Linked DNA regions of Mus musculus: region 2 is linked to region 1. A link is a contact called in public HiChIP or PLAC-seq data. All regions are on one chromosome and are shown on one strand. The core of a region is the stretch at or near the end of the contact, and the rest is flanking DNA. Distances in the headings are between cores, read along the strand shown. Region 1 has its middle 74 kb from the start of 5430437J10Rik. Region 2 has its middle 120 kb from the start of Gm41259.

Evidence for each region. HiChIP or PLAC-seq counts read pairs in DNA pulled down with a chosen protein or histone mark.
Region 2: a contact with region 1 is called in an H3K4me3 HiChIP or PLAC-seq map of bone marrow-derived macrophages, with 4 times the contacts expected there. The contact joins two enhancer-like sites. A contact is called at or near these places in 2 of 15 datasets of contacts at CTCF or cohesin (CD8 T cells and pro-B cells), 5 of 484 Hi-C or Micro-C datasets (bone marrow-derived macrophages and uterus) and 3 of 115 datasets of contacts at active chromatin or transcription factors (Th17 cells, bone marrow-derived dendritic cells and bone marrow-derived macrophages).

What each region holds. Positions count from the first base shown.
Region 1 is chr15:5,421,302-5,424,001 of GRCm38.p6, reverse strand. It overlaps the pseudogene Gm46496. Among named protein-coding and RNA genes, the nearest start is that of 5430437J10Rik, 74 kb to the left of the region's middle. Within about 2 kb of position 1,396, at least 3 of the 459 cell types and tissues checked have an H3K27ac peak or open chromatin away from gene starts, as enhancers often do. A contact at or near this core is called in bone marrow-derived macrophages, where this site is marked.
Region 2 is chr15:5,926,715-5,929,496 of GRCm38.p6, reverse strand. No RefSeq gene overlaps it. Among named protein-coding and RNA genes, the nearest start is that of Gm41259, 120 kb to the left of the region's middle. Within about 2 kb of position 1,531, at least 15 of the 459 cell types and tissues checked have an H3K27ac peak or open chromatin away from gene starts, as enhancers often do. A contact at or near this core is called in bone marrow-derived macrophages, where this site is marked.

The DNA.
Region 1 (2,700 bases), core at 147-2,646:
ATCTTTTCTCATCATGATTCAATAAAACTTAAACCAAACAACAACAAACAAACAAACAGCTAACTCCACAGTTTGCAGCAACCTGTTTGGAGTATGGTTGGCTGGCTTTTGATCTTTGCTTTGTCCCCATCCTTATCTTGCTCTGGTACCATTCACACTAGCATCTTTCTAAAAAGATGATCTGGAACAAACAGATGATGCAGAACAATTAAAACGGATGTGAAACCTGGAGGTCACACCTGATTGCCATTAATGCTGGTCCTGTGAAACCCTAATCACTCCCACCGACTTTGTGGACAGATAAAGGTAAAGAACTTTCCCGTGAAGGTACCACTGCCTAAGCAAACAGAGCATCTCTAGTGTGGCTGCTGCCATATACTCTGAGCCTCCTCTTTATCCCCTAAAGAACGAGTGCTGAAATCTTTATTCACAAAAAAAAAAACAAAAAAACAAAAACAAAAAAAAACAAAAAAAAACAAAAAAAAAAAAAACCCAACTCTTTCATTGTTTATGAGGACCATGTTTGCCAGGTACTTCAAAATCTCAGATATAAACCCTCGCACCCTTTCCCGTCCTAATAGCATGACACGAATCAATAGTTAATTCATATAAAAATATACAACCTGATATGCAGAAATGGGAGAGCTGGATGTAATTGGAGTGCCCCATTAGCACAAGGGCAAGTTCTGCTGGTCCTCTCAGATGTACAGTTGCAATAGGTTGATTTAGAGGACATTCTGCCAAAGGCAAGGAACACATTACGTGGCATTTGATGACATTTCTAGTCTTATAAATCTGATTGTTGGTTCCATGCCCCTAAGAGGTGTGAAATTAAAAGGAAGTCTCATTAGATCAACAAACTTGATTTTTTTTTCCTGGAAAGCATAGTTTTAAGGCTGAGACATTACTTTGTTAATGATCATGCTGTTTTCATCATGATGGATAATTGTGATTGAGGGATCTAGAGAAAAATATTTCGCCATTGTTTCTGCTAAAAATCTATGTAGGACATAAATATTCCTGACACTTTCCTTGAAGTAATAATAATCTCCCATGCAGAATTGCCATTGTTGTCTATCCAGTAGGTTATACTAAGAACCCTGCTCTACATTAGATGAGGTGCTATGATCTAAAGTTCAAGCATGGATTGGCGGCACTCACCTTAATCCCAACACAGGTGCAAGGGGATCTCTATAAGTTTTGAGATCTGCTTGGTTTATATAGTGAGTTTCAGCTTGGCCAAGGATACAGTGAGATCCTACCTTTAGAAATAATTAAAGAAGGAAGAAAAAAAAGAATACTGTAAATGCATTAGTCACCTTCTTAAAATGACCTCATGTGTCACACACTGAGCTTCTGCCAGTTGATCTGTTTTCCATAACACATCATGGACAGAGCTTCTGATCAGCCCCTGCTGGGACTTGGAGCAAGCAAAGGCCTAGGCATTATAAAGTGTGTCATGGTCTAAAGTCTCTTAGAGAAGCATCTCTCAGAGGATCCACAAGTATATTAACATTGACTGTTGAGCTGTCATAGGATTGACCTCAAGTCTATGTCATTCATAAGGTCTGAGTACAGACTGAGGTGAGCCTGATTCAATCCAAAAAGAATAAAACTCCATTCTGAGTCCCATTCAATGTTTTCTGACTTCTAATCAAGTTCACATGCCAAAGGCATTCCTTTGGCTCTTATGCTGAAAGGAAATTGTGGTATGTTCCTGAATTTCCTTTATTAATAGCTGGGTCACACCTAATAGGTGAACACAGTAAAGATTTGATTAATCCCTTAAAGTCGCATTACCCTTAGTGTAGCCAGAGTCAGCAGATATTTGAAAGGTAGCTTTTTTTTATCCCTAAGTTCTAATAATGCGTTATAAAGTATAAATTAACACCAAACTTTCAGAGCTGAGTTTTCAGTCTTGATGTAGATTGCTTTGTAGTGAAATAGATATAGATAGATATAGATATAGATATAGAATAGATGATATATATAGATACAGATACAGACAGAGATACAGATAGAGATAGAGATACAGATATATCTTTTTTCCTGCTTGCCTGTTCCATGGTCCATCATTGCCAATTGAAGTTCTGCTTTCTCTGATTCAATAAGATTTTTGATTCTAGCTAAATAATTAATAGCAAAGAAAAAGGAAATTCAGTATTAAACATGTGTTGTGGGTGCAAATTCCCTTGGCTCTTTTCACGTCATCATTCATCATCATAATTTTGGGGAGAGATATAATGAACACTAGTTTACAGTTAGAGATAGGTAGTCTGTGCCTACTAAGTGATAATGACAGATATAATTGCAGGGTCTCCGTTCTCCAGTGGAAGAAGCTGCCTTTACTACATCAGTACATACAGTACATACAGTATGGTGTTTCTTTCCATTCAAGTAACCATCAGGGTGGCCCAAAGGTGATCCCTATGCCAGGGAGGGAAAGTGGAAGGGGCTTAAAAGCCCACCAGCCTGATTTTGAATAAAGTGCCTGTAACTAGATGCATTACCTTAAGCAATATCCCTTAGTCTATTTGTGGCTTAATTTCCTCATGTATTAAAGAGGATACAATCTTCAAGGAGTAATTGAAATTAGGAAAGGACACTGTGAAAGCATCTAACATCATAGCTAATGGTTAATAAATTTTAGTTTGCATTCTTCCTTTAAAAAAAAAAACAATTAGTTCAATAAATATATTT
Region 2 (2,782 bases), core at 282-2,781, 510 kb before region 1:
GCATGTGCCTAAAGGTTAGAAGAACCTACCCAGTGGTGGGGTTGGGTGCATGGAATTGAACTTCTACCCTAGATACAGAAATATCAACTGCAGGCTGCAAAGAACACCAAAAAAGGAAGCAAACCTCACTGATATCCCTGAAAGAGCATAACTTTTCATTAACTAGAGAAAGGAGACTTGTGAAATACTGAAAAGGAGTGGTATGTAGAAACAGGTTTTGGCTATGACTCAGAATTTCAAGCAGCAAAAGTAAAAGTCAAGACAGAGAACAAATTGAAAGGTTTGTGCAGGGTCCAGAGAGATGGCCCAGTTCTTAAGGGCACAGACTACTCTGCCAGAGAACCTGAGTCTACTAGTGCCCATATCAAGTAGCTCACATGTTTGACCACTGGAGATACATACACATGCACATGCATTAACCATGAACATATATTACACACACACACACACACACACACACACACACACACACACACACACACATAATTTAAAAATAAAACAATAAAGCTTTTATACCTCAAGGTATACATCAACAAAGCAAAGAGTCACTGTGAGCCTACAAATGGTATTTTATATTATTCATTTTGTAAAATATTAATATCCAAAGCATAGAAAGAACCCAAGTAACATAGGAAGGAATCATCCATTGAAAAGGGAACAAAGGATCTGAGGAAAAAAAAAAAAACTTGGAAGACTTACAAGTTGCCAACAGGTATCTGAAAACTACACAATACTGCTAATCACCAGGCAAATGCAAATCAGAGCCACAATGAGTTCTAACTTCATTGCAGTGAGAATGGCCAGTGTCAAAAAGACAAAGTACTGGTTAAGATGCAGAGGACAAAGGAATCCTTTCACATTGTTGGTAGAGATATCAAAACAAATACACAGGCTTTTCTCAAAAACAGAACAACCATGTCATCCAATAATCCCTCTACAGGCATGTAACCAAAGAGAGTGAAATCAGCATGCTAGAGACACATCTGCACTCCCGGACTTATGGTGGAAGTATTAATGACATCCAACATACAAAATTCACCTACATGTCCACCAGTGAAGAAATAGATAAGTAAATGAAATCACATCATTTGTCACAATAGGAATGAGCCCAGAAGACATTATATTAAAGGAAATGATTTAAGCAAAGAAAGGAAATCAGTGCATCTCTAACTCAGATTTGGCTGATATGAACCAGACTAACTGAGATGACACTCTGTGCACATCGGGGTAGCCGAAAACAAAATGGACTGTGCTAAAGTGCTGGTAAGCTAAAGAATTCTTACACATTTCTGGGAAGCTTCTAACACACACACACACACAAGCACACCACCCACTCACTTACCCTTAGCCATTCCTAAAGATTAAACCTGGAATTACTATATGACTCAGTAACTCTGAAAACATATTCTCATAGATAAAAACTGAAACAGTACAAATACGAAAGAACTGGCAAATCAACAAACACAGTGTGGAGAGAAGACAGATCAGGGAAGTGGAAGTAGATTAGGGGATCCCGTGACCTCATCAGTCTGCAGTGTGTGGGAGGGAGAGCATAGGAGGGAGAAACATAACACCCTATGCAATGTTGGAGCCAAGTCAGTGGAGAGTAGTCCCTGATAAGGCATACACAACAGTGAATTTTCAGTGACAAATTCTAGGTGACAAATGTAAAGTGGGTACTCTTCTCTGGCGAAGGACACCTAGGGTTGTATGTAGTTCAAGTGGGGAGAATGTAAGTTACCCAAAAAAAGCCAGTTAAAATCAAATGGAAAAACACATCTATCCTACATCTGCCTTTTATTTCTGGTTGTATGGGATATGCATTGAAACCATACCCTGGCTTCTCTTTCAGGGCATACAGCCTTCCTCACTGAATGTTAAGGCATTACGAAAAAAACAAAACAAAACAAAAAGTCTTATATTTCGTGTACAGATATTCCCCATTGATGTTAGCCCTTGGTGTAGGTAGAACAAAGGAAAAAAAAAAGCAGACCAAAGATATAACTTCCTCTCTTCCAGTCTTCTATATTTCCATCTTTCAGGACTAGAATTTTTCTCTATCTCTTTAAATTCTAATTAGTTTTAATTGGGAATTTATTCAAAATTAACGTGACTTTCTTCGCTTAAATATAATATACTTTCTGGTACATGATGCAAAGATGTGCGTTGAACATTGACTATTTCTAAACTGTGAGCAAAAACAGAAGAAAAGGAGCCAATGTTTGGAAGATGATTTCAGGCTAGGCATGGTAGAGCACACATGTAATACCAACACTGGGGAATCAGAGGACCAGAACTTTGCTACATACCAAGTGCAAGGACAGCCTCAGATACTGGACACTGTCTCCAGAAAAGAAAGGGGAACTTAGTGTAGAAGGGCTATGCTTACAATAGATGTTAAAAGTGAATAAAATAGACACATGGTTTTATTTATAGGCACATACAAGTACCTCAAGGGTCTGAAGGAGATGGGAAGGTTTCAAGCATCTTTTAGAAGCTGAAGGATTGAAGGTGTATTTCAGGGTTTCCAATAATTAAATTCTGCTAAATCTTACTTCTGGGAAAATATCATTAAAAGACCAAATATAGTAAGAGTTGACTTTCTCCTCACTGATGGAAAACAGATCTTTTTAGAGGAAAAGAAAGTGTATTTAAGGTTATTTTCTGAACATGTACTTAGACACTGGACAGAAGCAGTTTCTAATGAAAGCAACACTGCAAAGCTTGTGGGGTGGTTGGTGTGAAAGACTGCATACTGACAGCTTGTCATCATGTCCTCAGG